Linked DNA regions of Oryctolagus cuniculus: region 2 is linked to region 1. A link is a contact called in public Hi-C data. All regions are on one chromosome and are shown on one strand. Each heading gives the region's core, a stretch centred on a gene start, on an enhancer-like site or on the middle of the called end of the contact. The rest is flanking DNA. Distances are from core to core; before and after follow the strand shown.

Evidence for each region. Hi-C and Micro-C count contacts between places; a contact is called where the count stands out from the background.
Region 2: a contact with region 1 is called in a Hi-C map of an unstated tissue, with 5 times the contacts expected there. The contact joins the enhancer-like site here to the promoter of NICOL1 in region 1. A contact is called at or near these places in 2 of 6 Hi-C or Micro-C datasets (ear pinna and an unstated tissue).

The regions. Positions count from the first base shown.
Region 1 is chr2:843,543-849,534 of mOryCun1.1, forward strand. It overlaps NICOL1 (NELL2 interacting cell ontogeny regulator 1), which reads left to right and starts at 1,278. Exons shown (of 4, transcript XM_051836715.2): 1 at 1,278-1,529; 2 at 2,095-2,248; 3 at 2,365-2,453; 4 at 3,176-4,342. The coding sequence starts at 2,122. The coding sequence ends at 3,478.
Region 2 is chr2:1,023,776-1,030,099 of mOryCun1.1, forward strand. POLN (DNA polymerase nu) reads right to left here. Exons shown (of 25, transcript XM_051836667.2): 4 at 4,398-4,871; 5 at 2,771-2,952. Among named protein-coding and RNA genes, the nearest start is that of POLN, 43 kb to the right of the region's middle. Within about 2 kb of position 2,861, at least 1 of the 8 cell types and tissues checked has an H3K27ac peak or open chromatin away from gene starts, as enhancers often do.

The sequences.
Region 1 (5,992 bases), core at 28-2,527:
GGGAGAGAGGGAGGGAAAGGGAGAGAGAGGGAGGGAGAGAGGGAGGGAGGGAGAGAGGGAGAGAGAGAGGGAGAGAGGGAGGGAGGGAGAGAGAGGGAGGGAGGGAGAGAGGGAGGGAGAGAGGGAGGCAGAGAGAGGGAGGGAGAGAGGGAGAGAGGGAGGGAGGGAGAGAGAGGGAGGGAGAGAGAGAGAGGGAGAGAGGAAGAGAGAGAGGGAGAGAGAGGAAGGGAGAGAGAGGGAGAGGGAGAGAGAGGGAGAGATGGAGAGAGGGAGGGAGAGAGGGAGAGAGGGAGGGAGGGAGAGAGAGGGAGGGAGAGAGAGGGAGGGAGAGAGGGAGAGAGGGAGGGAGGGAGAGAGAGGGAGGGAGAGAGAGAGAGGGAGAGAGGAAGAGAGAGAGGGAGAGAGAGGAAGGGAGAGAGAGGGAGAGAGAGGGAGAGATGGAGAGAGGGAGGGAGAGAGGGAGAGAGGGAGGGAGGGAGGGAGAGAGGGAGGGGGAGGGAGAGAGAGGGGGAGGGGCATAGAGAGGGAGAGAGAGAGGGAGATAGGAAGAGATCGAGCGAGAGAGGGAGGGAGAGAGATATTGTCCATCCCCTGGTCACCCCCCAGACGCCCGCAGCAGCTGGGTGTGGATCTGAAGCCGAGAGCCAGGAGCTCCATCCGGGTCTCCCGAGTGGGCGGCAGGGATTCAAGCACCTGCAGGAAGCGGGATCACGCGTGGGGCTGCCGGGACTCCAACCGGGCACTCCCAGGAGGTGATTTAACAGCTGCCCCAAGCCCCTGCCCAGCAGGTGCCCTCTTAAAAAAATAGTTGGGGGAGGGGGGGTCTCCTTGACAGCAGAGAGGCGGATGGGGTCCGAGTGCCCCGCGCTGCCCACGAACGGGCCCTGAGGACGTGCTGAGTGACAGCAGCTGGTCACCAAGGGACGAGCACGCTAAGGTCCCCTTCGGTGAGGCGCCAGAGCTGGAGCGCTGGGGACAGAAAGCCGGCGTTGAGCGGGCCACGGAGGCGGCCGTGGCGCACAGCCGCGTGGCCGGCCGCGGCCACTGTACCGCACCACCTGCCCGAAGCCCGTGCACCTGCGGGGTCTGGACCAGGCGGAGCTGGCGGCGTCCAGGGGACAAGGACAAGGGGCGGAGGGGACGCGGAAGGCGGGGCCGCCCAGCAGCGCCCGGATGCGGGCGTCGCAGGGAACGCGGGCGCGGGGCGCCCAAGCTCGGTTTCGCCTGCGTGTGACGGCCACGCGCCCGCCTGCTGCCACAGCGACCTGCGCCGTCGGGCCGGGCGGGGTGCGGCAGGCCCGAGCGAGGGGCGCACGCGAGGCCGGCGCCGTCCTCCGGGGCGCGTCGCGAGTCCCCGCAGCGCCCCGTCCCTCCCACAGGGCGACCCCCGGGTAACCCAGCCAGGGGGCAGACGCGGCCGGGGCTCCGGGCCCCACGCGGGAGGAGAGAGACGCAGGCGCGGGCGCAGCGAGGGCGCCCCGGGCCCGAGCGCACGGCCCCGGGGAGGGGGCTCCCTGGGCACCGAGCAGGTGGGTGGGCTCCCTCGCCTCGCCCCGCTGTCCCAGGCCGGGGACGGAGGCTGCGCGTCTGTAACCACCGCCGCCTCCACGCAGCGCTCTGGGATCCGCCGCTCCAGGGAGAGCCTGCGGGGACCCCAACGCGACTGTCCCTTTAAGCCGCGGCCCGCACAGCCTCGGGTTTCCATGACGACGCCGAGGGGTGGTGGGGGGACCCAGGCGGGGCGCATGCGCGACACGCAGACCGTCCTCGGAGTCGCCCGCGCCGCCAGTCGCGGGATCCCTGAACCGCGGTAGGGGCAGGGTGGGGCGGGGCTGCGGGGTGGGGTTCTCGGGGCTCGGGGACGGGCTGGGTGGGGGGCGGTGGGTCCGTCGTGCCCGGGGTCGGCGGGCAGGCGGGGGTTCCGCAGGCCCGGGGGTGGGCCCAGCGAGGTCGCCGGGCGGGACAGGGCTGCGCGGGGCCAGGGCCTGGGGCGGTGGCGGCCGCCGGCCGCGACGGGGGCCGGGGCGGGGAGCCGAGGCCGCGGGCTGCGGGAGGCCCGGGGCCGGCGCCGCTGACCCCGCGCGCCCTCCGCAGGGCGGCCCCGGGCTCCCTCCGCCGGCCATGGCCTCCCCGCCCGCCTGCCGCGCCCCGAGGCCGCCGCCGCTGCTGCTGCTGCTGCTGGGCGTCGCGCTGCTGGGCGCCGGGGCGCGCGCCGAGCCCGCCGCCGGGAGCGCCGTCCCCGCGCAGAGTAGGTGCCGGGCGCGGCCCCGGGCCTTTGTCCCCGGGACGGTGGGCGGGCTGGGGCCCCTCGGGCGGGGCCGGGCCGGGCCGCCGCTCCCTCCCCCTGACCCGCGCCCCCCGCAGGCCGCCCGTGCGTCGACTGCCACGCGTTCGAGTTCATGCAGCGCGCCCTGCAGGACCTGCGCAAGACGGCCTACAGCCTGGACGCGCGGGTGAGCCCTGCGGGCCCGGGAGCCCCGCGAGTCGCCGTGGGGGTGCCGGCCTGGGCTGCACCTGCGGCCGCCGAGCACCCGGAATGGACGCAGTCGCCCGGGAGGGTCTGCTCGGGCGGGGGCGGGAGGAACAGCCCAGGGCCAGAGCTTGTCCGGAGGGCGGGGACGGCGGCGACAGGGACTCGCGCTCCTACCAGAAAGAGGGAGAACGGAGGTGGGAAGAAGGGGAGACCCCGGCGGGTCCCACGCCTGGAGGAGCGGCCCCTTTTTGTCCCTGGGGAGGGGGGGTTAAGGCCTCCTGAGAGCAGCTGTCAGGAGTGATCTGGTGGGAAGAAGTGGAATGGGAGGCGGGACCCAGCGCAGGTGGGGGGGGGGCATCGAGGGAAGGGGGCGTTCCTGGCAGCCGTGTCCACTCCAGGCATGCAGTGTCCACCCCAGGTGGGTTGTGTCCATGCCAGGCAGGTCGTGTCCACCCCAAGCAGGCCATGTCCACCCCGATCAGGCAGTGTCTACCCCAGGCAGGTTGCATCCATCCCAGAAGGCAGTGTCCATGCCAGGCAGGCCGTGTCCACCCTGGGCAGGCTGTGTCCATCCTTGGCTGGCCGTGTCCACCCAAGGCAGGCCATGTCCACCCTGGGCAGGCTGCGTCCACCCCAGGTAGGCTGCGTCCACCCCTGGCGGGCCGTGTCCACCCTCATGGCCTCTTGTTGCTTTGCAGACAGACACCCTCCTGCTGCAGGCTGAACGCCGGGCCCTGTGCGCCTGCTGGCCCTCGGGGCGCTGACCACCCGGGGCCAGCTCTGCTCCCTGCCAATAACCACCACCAGCATTCCCGGTCCCGCCTCCCTGCTCCAGGCCTCCGCTGTGCCGCTGTGTCCCTGGGAGCTCCCGGCTGGGCCCTCCAGGGCCTTGCTGTCAGCCTGCCACACCCCGGGGCGCTCCCTGGCCTGCCTTGCCCTGAGGCTGGGCATGGAGACAGGCTCGTCCGCGATGGGGGCTGGGGCTGGGGGCTCCTGGGAGGCTGAGCTGGTGGGAGGGGGGAGGGGATGAGGGGAGCTAGCAGGGGTCCATTTTCACAGCCACGCCCCCGTGCACCTGCCAGGGGTCTCCACGCAGAGCAGTCACCTCCCCTTGGTTCATTCTGTAAATATTTTAGTAAAATTAGAGGCTTTTATCAAAGCAGTGTGTGCTTATTGACAGGCAGTCCAGGGGCGCAGGGGGGCGTGGAGGGAGTGAGTGCCCCTCCCTGCAGGCGGGACACTGCCCTGGCGCCACGGGGCGCACCTGCACCGCCGTCCCAGGAAGGTGCCCGGGCCTTCACCCGCTCATTCCACCGCGGCAGGGCCCGTGGTCCTCACTGTTACCTGTCTGGGCAGGGCCCCTCAGGCCAGGTCCTCCGTGCACACACACTGCTCCCTCGGCAGCCCCGCCATGGTGGGGAGGATCCCTGCGGCCCCAGGAGCAGGCCAGCGAGGGACCCCGTGGGGACGGAGGCCGCCAGGCCGGGGGTTCCTGGCCTGGGCGATGCCAGCGGGGTGCAGGGGAGGCCATCGGCTGAGGCTTCTCTGGCCAGACTGTTGTGTGCCCTGGGCCAGGCATCCTCCGTCCGCCTGTGCGCCGGTGTGCGTGGTCTGTAGCCTTGACCCCATGCAACCCTTGGGGCTCCTCACTATAAAAGGTGGGGGATGGGGCAAAGCTGCTCCACCTCCCATCCAGCTTCCTGCTGAGGCCTGGGAAAAGCAGAGACCACCAGTGCTTGGGCCCCTGCCCCCTCCCAGGCTCCCGGCCCGCCATGGGGGGAGTGAGCCGGCGGGTGGAAGATTCTCTCTCCCTTTCTCTGTAACTGACCTCCAAATAAATAAATCTTACAATAAAAAAGATGGGGTACAGCCGGGCGCTCGTTGGAGAGACTTATCTGGGGTGTGGAGGAGGGCCGGAGCCAGGCCGGAGGGCCATCCAGGAAGCTGCTGCTGGCCCCGTCCTGAGGGCACTCGGGGACCCTGGCAGCCGGGCAGGGGGCTGGAGGACACGGCCTGCTCAGCGCCTCGGGAGCGTGGCCTGACATCTAACCAGGACGCTCTGGCTGCCGCCGAAGTGACCGACGAGCTGGAGTGGCCACGGGCTGAGGGCAGCTGCATTCCAGCTGTGTGTGGAAACAGCAGGGTTCAAGGGAGGGCAGGGAAGCGTGGGCAGAGTGGGGTTGGTCAGAGTTCCAGGGCACCTGGCCGGGCGGGGACAGCCGTGAGGCCAGGGGAGCTCCCTGGGGACAGGCGAGATGGGGGACCTCGGGGCAGGCCGCAGCCTGAAGACCTTGAGTCCCTGCCCCTCACGTGGGGGACCCGGATGCGGCTCCTGGCTCCAGCCTGCCCCGCCCTGGCTGTCGCAGGCATCTGGGGAGTGAACCAGCAGATGGAAGGCCTCTCTCTCTCTCTCTCTCTCTCTCTCTCTCTCTCTCTCTCTCATTCTGCCCTTCCAGTGAATAAGTAAATCCTTTTTCAGACATGCAAGCGTCTATACTGTGCTGGGTAAACAGGGACTCAGGCCGGAGTAGCCATTCCCTTCTGGGTCGGCTTGTTCTCCTGGACTTCCTGTTTGCCTTATTCGCCCCTCCCCCATTGCCCGCCCTTATCGCACTGTCCTCCTGGCCACAGGTCATCCTCGTGGTCTCCAGTAGCCCCCACCCCATGCTCCGGGCAAGCCCAAGCCTCCGGGCGTCCCCACCCTTCCCCAGACCTCAGCACGTTTCCAAGTGGCCTCGCAGGGAGTGTGGGACATGGACTTCCTGAAGACAGACTGCCCGCAGGGCCGCGGGCCCCGCCCAGGCTGCCCCCTTGACCTCCACTCCCTGCCTCAAGCACTTGGCCCTGGGAGACGCCACCCCCACCTCTGCTCACTGCCAGCCGCTCCGCAGAGCCCCAGGAGGCTGGCACAGCCGGGTGCCCACGGGGAGGGGGGGCGGCGGGCTGCAGGTGCCTCGGGTGCCCCCCCCCCGCCCGCTCGGGCCTCCGCCTGGGGGAGATCTGGTGCTGCTTCCTCACTCCTCTGTTGGGGAACGTTGGGCTGCGTGTTCCCAGTTTTTCTTCTATGTGGGGGTGGTCGTTCAGGGTGGATGGCCTGAGACAGCTTCTACCTCCAGGACAAGGGCCAGGCCCCCTTCACTTCTGAGCCTCGTGCTCGGGCCCCACGACCGCCCCCCCAACACGGTGGGTTAGGAAACATCCTGGTTTGAGCCCCCCTGCCTCCCGGTGCTCAGAGGCCTGGGCAGGGGTCCCAGTCTGCACTCTCACTGCTCACTCTGGGAACCCCCAAGCGGAGGCAGCAGGCGCTCCCAGGTGAGTACCATGGGGCGGGGAACCCAGAGTGGGCAGGGCCCGGGGAGGACAGCCTGGGCCGTGCAGAGCCCCCACGAAGCAGGTGCTGGCAGTGACCCGGGCTGACCCGGTGCCGTGCTCCGTGCTCATCCGCTGGCTGCCAGCCCCGCCTTCCCCTTGGGGCAGAGAGGTGGGCTCCAGCCCCGCCCCCACCCGGTCTCCAAGGCC
Region 2 (6,324 bases), core at 1,611-4,110, 180 kb after region 1:
AGGCACAGTTAGAGTTAGACAGTGAGAGAGAGAGACAGAGAGAAAGGTCTTCCTTCCATTGGTTCACCCCACAAATGGCCACCACGGCCGGCACACTGAGCTGATCCGAAGCCAGAAGCCAGGTGCTTCCTCCTGGTCTCCCATGCAGGTGCAGGGCCCAAGCACTTGGGCCATCCTCCACTGCCCTCCTGGGCCACAGCAGAGAGCTGGACTGGGAGAGGAGCAACCGCGACAGAATCCAGCGCCCCAACCGGGACTAGAATCTGGGGTGCCGGCGCCGCAGGCGGAGGATTAGCCAAGTGAGCCACGGCACCAGCCTAGCTGTTCTACTTCTAATCTAGCTCCCTGCTGATGCGCCTGGGAAAGCTTTAGGGCCCTTGACCCACGCGAGAGACCGGGAAGAAGCTCCTGGCTCCTGGCTTCGGCCTGCCCCGCCCCCCGCCCCCCGACCCCCCACCCCCCGGCTGTTGCAGCTATTTAGGGAGTGAACCAGTGGATGGAAGACTTCTCACTCTTCCTGTCTCTCTCTGTATATATATATATAATTCTTTCTTTAAAAAAAAAATCACCAAGTTGCTAGCCATTATCAAATAAGTAATTCAGATGATACTTATCCAAGGACAAAACTACAAAGGGAAAGTTTAGTGGGGAAATTTACAATGAAGGTATCCTGCTGATATCACCTGACCCAGATGGGGCTGGCGTGCTGTGGTGCAGTGGGTTAATGCCCTGGCTTGAAGCACCGGCATCCCATATGGGCACCGGTTCTAGTCCTGGCTGCTTCTCTTCCAGTCCAGCTCTCTGCTATGGCCCGGGAAAGCGGTGGAAGATGGCCCAAGTCCCTGGGCCTCTGTATCCATGTGGGAGACCCAGAAGAAGCTCCTGGCTCCTGGCTTCGGATCAGCCCAGCTCCGGCCGTTGCAACCATCTGGGGAGTGAACCAGTGGATGGGAGGCCTCTCTCTCTGTCTCCACCTCTCTAACTCTTTCAAATAAATAAATCTTTAAAAAAAAAAAAAAAAAGGTAATCATATAAGACACACAGGACACCCTGGTAAGTGTGAACTTTAGAAAAAGTCAATAATTTTTATCTGAAAAAAATTTAAATATTTTCAGTCATATATTCATTCTTTCAGGATAAGCATGTCCCATGAACATTTGGGACACAATTATACTAATATATTAGTTGTTGTTTAATTGAAATTCACATTTAGTGTCCTGTATTTTTATTTGCTAAGTCTGGTCATTGAGCTGCATCACGGTTGGAGCATGGAGGTGTTTTGCAAAAAATGTTGGACCTGAATAACCAAGGCTTTAAAACTGAATTCCAGTTTACAGTCACTATGGAGTACAAGAGAACAAGCTAAAGAACCACACAGGGACACCAACAGATAAACTCAGGACATGGCACCTCTGCAAGATGGGGTGGAGGTGTTCAGATTAGAAGAGGCATGACACCAAAGGCTACGTGTGGGCCTTGGTGGGTTCCTGATCCCACTAAGACAGTGATGGAAGGACATTTCTGAGACAGTCAAGTAACTTCAAATGTGGACTGAGTGTTCAATTTACGTTTGAAATGGAATTGTAGTTCTAACAACAAAAACAAAGGAGCTGTGTCTTGAGACGTACAAGGTGATTTACATGTATGGGGTTTTCTTTAAATTCCAGCTCCCTCCTCCGCCTCATAGAGAGGGAGATGAAGTATGAAAAAATCTTTGGGCCGGCGCCGCGGCTCACTAGGCTAATCCTCCACCTTGCAGCGCCGGCACACCGGGTTCTAGTCCCGGTCGGGGCGCCGGATTCTGTCCCGGTTGCCCCTCTTCCAGGCCAGCTCTCTGCTGTGGCCCGGGAGTGCAGTGGAGGATGGCCCAAATCCTTGGGCCCTGCACCCCATGGGAGACCAGGATAAGTACCTGGCTCCTGCCATTGGATCAGCGCGGTGCGCTGGCCACAGCACGCCGGCCATGGCGGCCATTGGAGGGTGAACCAACGGCAAAGGAAGACCTTTTTCTCTTTCTCTCTCTCTCTCACTGTCCACTCTGCCTGTCAAAAAAGAAAAAAATCTTTGATCATGTTGGTCTAGGAGGATGTGACTACTGCTCTGTACTTTCATGTTTCACAATTCACTTCTGGTTTGTTTGTTGTAGGGAGTGGACAGAACAAGGCCTTGAGCTGAGGTAGCTCCACAGGGTCAGGAACTGTAAGGAGGCAGGCCTCAAAGGCCATCGTAGCATGTCCCACTTGGTCTGAGACATGAGCAGGAGCTGATAAAGGGTCTGGGCAACAGGAACATCCCTGCCTGCGACCCAGTCCTGATTCTAGGAGGGCAGGGTCAGGTGAGACAGGTTCTAGTTGCAGACATGGAGCTTTGAAATTAGTGCTGACCTCTGCGGTATGGAGGATAATTTACTGTGTTCCTGCAGCAATAACTTAATTTTCTAATGCTGTGAGTGAGTGAATGAGTGTGGTGGGGAAAAACAGCTGAGATTCGGGCCACGGCAGGGCCTGGGATGGTGTCCTCTCCCCAGCTTCTCACCATGAAGCTGACTCCAATCCTGGAGCAGGTTTCCAAGGAAGAATGCAACCTCCATTCCAGAAGCTCTTTGGAGAAGAGTGGCTCAGTGTTTGCAGAGGTTTCTAACATTTAGAGCCATTCCATTTGCACACCAAACTTTTAAACATTTACATTATGAATACTGGAGTTTGGGGGACTTGGGAGGGTAAAGCAAGCATGTAAGTAGGACTTCAGATAACGAGTGGAGATTTCTTACCTGGCAAATTGATTGTGTGCCTCCTGTTCTTGGCTGGCAAGACAAGAGTGCTCTGTTTTTATGTAGATGCACTGATCCTCATCCAGAATACTCCCCCTGGCTGCAGCAGCCGGAGCAGCACTGCCGCCCTCCACCTGGCAATTCAGTAGCACCACAATTCCTTTGACAGACGAAATGACAGCCTGTAAATAGACAATAAGTTTCAAAATGGAACAGAGACAATACATCTATTCAAGAAAGATGTCACACTTCCTAATGAAGTGGACAGAAATAGAAGAGGCCTAAAAATAAACTTGGAAATGGACAGCCTTTTAATGACTGTCAAGCATAAAAACCAAACCCCATGATCTAACTCTACATCTGGCCTCTAACATATCCAACATCACAAAGCAAGTCTCAGCCAGCCCAATACAGGAAAAAGAGATACAAGGCATATAAATCAGAAAGGAAGCATTACACTGTCCCTATTTACAGATAACATGAATATCTGCATAAAGCAGCTAAAGGAATCTTAAAAAAAAAAAAAAAAAAAAAAAGAGTCCTGGAACTTAGCAAGGTTGCAGAATACAAGATCAAAATACAAAAATTGGGGCTGGTGCTGTGGCACAGCGGATAAAGCCTCAGCCTGCAGCAGTGTCAGCATCCCATATGGACGCTGGTTCAAGACCCAGTGGCTCTTCTTCAGATCCAGCTCTCTGCTATGGCCTAGGAAAGCAGTAGAAGATGTCCCAGGTCCTTGGGCCTCTGTACCCATGTGGGAGACCCAGAGGAAGTTCCTGGCTCCTGCCTCTGGATTGGCACAGCTCCAGCCATTGTGGCCATTTGAGGAATGAACCAGTGGATGGAAGACCTCTCTCTCTGCCTCTATGTAACTCTGCCTTTCAAATAAATAATCTTTAAATACAAAAATTAAAAATCAAATGTATTTCTGCAAGTATATTCTACAATAAACATGTGAAAGCTAACATTTTTTAAAACTATCATTCATAATTGCAAAAAATGATACTTAGATATAAATCAACAAGACACATACAGCCCTGTGTGCTGAAAATTATAAAATGCTGATGAAAGAAATCAGATTTAATAAATAACAAAGATATACCATAATCATTGTGGGAAACTGGAGAACAAGCCAGCAGATGGGTGGTCTCCAACTCCAACCCCAGCCCCCCCCAACACACATACACTTCTCAAATCAATAATTTTTTAAAAATCAGATGTGGGGCTGGTGCTGTGGCATAGTAGGGTCAGCATCAGCCTGCAGTGCCGGCATCCCCTATAGGCACTGGTTCAAGAACTGGCTGCTCCACTTCCCATCCAATTATCTGCTGTGGCCTGGGAAAACAGTAGAAGATGGCCCAAGTCCTTGGGCCCCTGCACCTGTGTGGGAGACCTGGAAGAAGCTCCTGGCTCCTGGCTTCAGATTGGTCTAGCTCTGGCTGTTTTGGCCTTTTAGGGAGTGAACCAGCAGATAGAAGACCTTTCTCTCTGTCTCTCCCTCTCTCTGTCTGTAATACTGCCTCTGAAGTAAATAAATAAATCTTAAAAAAAAAAAAAAGTCAGATGCTAGGACAATGCACTTCTTTTATAGTGCCAGACAACAAACAAAAACCAGTAGTTTACCGACCTGGTCAGCACTTAGCTGGGTTGAACCATCCTTATACATCAGAGTGACCACCAGAGCTGCTGCCCGATTGAGCATTTCAATCAGCTGGTTTTTTGTCAAATCATCCAAATACCTAATGTCACAAAGATGTTCCTTGACTGCTCTTGAGTTCCCAGAATTTAGGTGGGCTTCAGCCTCGTCCGGTGCCGTCCGTGTGCCTGCTCTCTCGGGTGAATTACCGTGTGCACTGTGTTTCCTTTTAAGAGTCATGCTTTCTTTACTTCCCTGCTTCACACTGTCCGTGAGGAAATGCTTTCCTGTACACTCCATTTCCTCTGGAGTCCACTGTGGAACTGAACAACTAGAACGAGCCAGTGAGTGGCTGTTCTTCGGTTTCTGGTCAGCAGACAGCCAATCTGTGGGCCAGGTACTGCAGGACTGAGAAGAGAGCTTGCTGGAACTTCCTGAAGTCTGACTTGTCAAAGACAGAACATTCTACAGAAAAGTAGAAAATACTTCATTTTAATATGGACCCAAAAGATAGATTATAAACCAAATTTATATAAGGTAATGTAGGGAATATAAGATTTATATCACTATGACCAAACTTTTTTTTCTTTCAAGATTTATGTTTTATTTATTTGAAAGGCAGAGTTTCAGAGAGAGAGAGGGAGAGACAAAAAGATCTTCCATCCACGGGCTACAACAGCCAGGCCTGAGCCAGGCAGAAGCCAGGACCCGGAACACCATCCAGGTCTCCCACACAGACGGCAGTGACCCAAGTACTCAGGTCATCTTCCGCTGCTTTCCCAGGTGCATTAGCAGGGAGCTGGATTGGAAGTGGAGTAGTCAGGACTCAAACTGGCACTCCAATGCAAGCAGGGGCTTAATCTGTTGCACCACACACCTGCTCCAGCCAAACTCTCAAAAGAACATACACGGTGTCCTCTAGTGATTTTTCTCAACCAAGGTAGGCATGCATATCTGGGGCCAGCACCAGGGCACAGGCTGCCTGCAACGCTGGCATCCCATGTTGGAGTGCCAGTCTCAGCTGCTCCACTTCTGATCCAGCTCCTTGCTAATGCTAGTGCAGATAATGGCCCGAGTACTTGGGTCCCTGCTACCCATGTAGGAGACCAGGGTAGACTTTTAGGTTCCTGTCTGGCCCAGCCCCACTGCTGTGGGCATTTGGGGAGTGAACCAGCAGATGGAAGATGTCTCTCTCTGCCTCTCTGTCTCTCTGTCACCCTGCCTTTCAAATAACATAAGTAAATCTTAAAAATAAAAAATAAAGGGGCTGGCATAATGATGCAGCCAGTTAAGCCACTACCTGCACAGCTGACATCCCATATATTATATCAGTTCAAGTCTCGGCTGCTCCACTTCCAATCTAGCTCCCTGCTAATGTGCCTGAGAAAGCAGTGGAAGATGGCCCAAATCCTTGGGCCCCTGCACTTGTGTGGGAGACCTGGAAGAAGCTCCTGCTCCTGGCTTTGAACGTGCCCAGCTCTGGCCACTGTGGCCATTTGGGTAAATGAATGATCAATCTCTTTCTCTCCCTGTCTCTCTCTCTGTAAACTCTTTCACATAAATAGGTAAATCTTTAAAAAATAATAAATAATAAAAACACAGCTTAGGTCACAAACTAACCAAGGGAGAAAAAGTATCCCATTCCATTATATGATTCACTTGCAATAATATATTATTTTCTATGTTTATTCTCAAAGTTATAATACATGCTGTTTTGAAAAATTGTATGTTAATATTAATTTTAAAGGAAATGCTTTAATATTTGGTCCTATAGAATGGAAAATTTAATATTTATTTTTATTGCAGAAAAATACGATTTTTTAAAGAACGTAATATAGTTTTCAAGAAATGTTTAGCATAAAACTATACTAATTAAAAATTGTATAGAGAAATATACAAGAAAAGGAATTCAAAGATC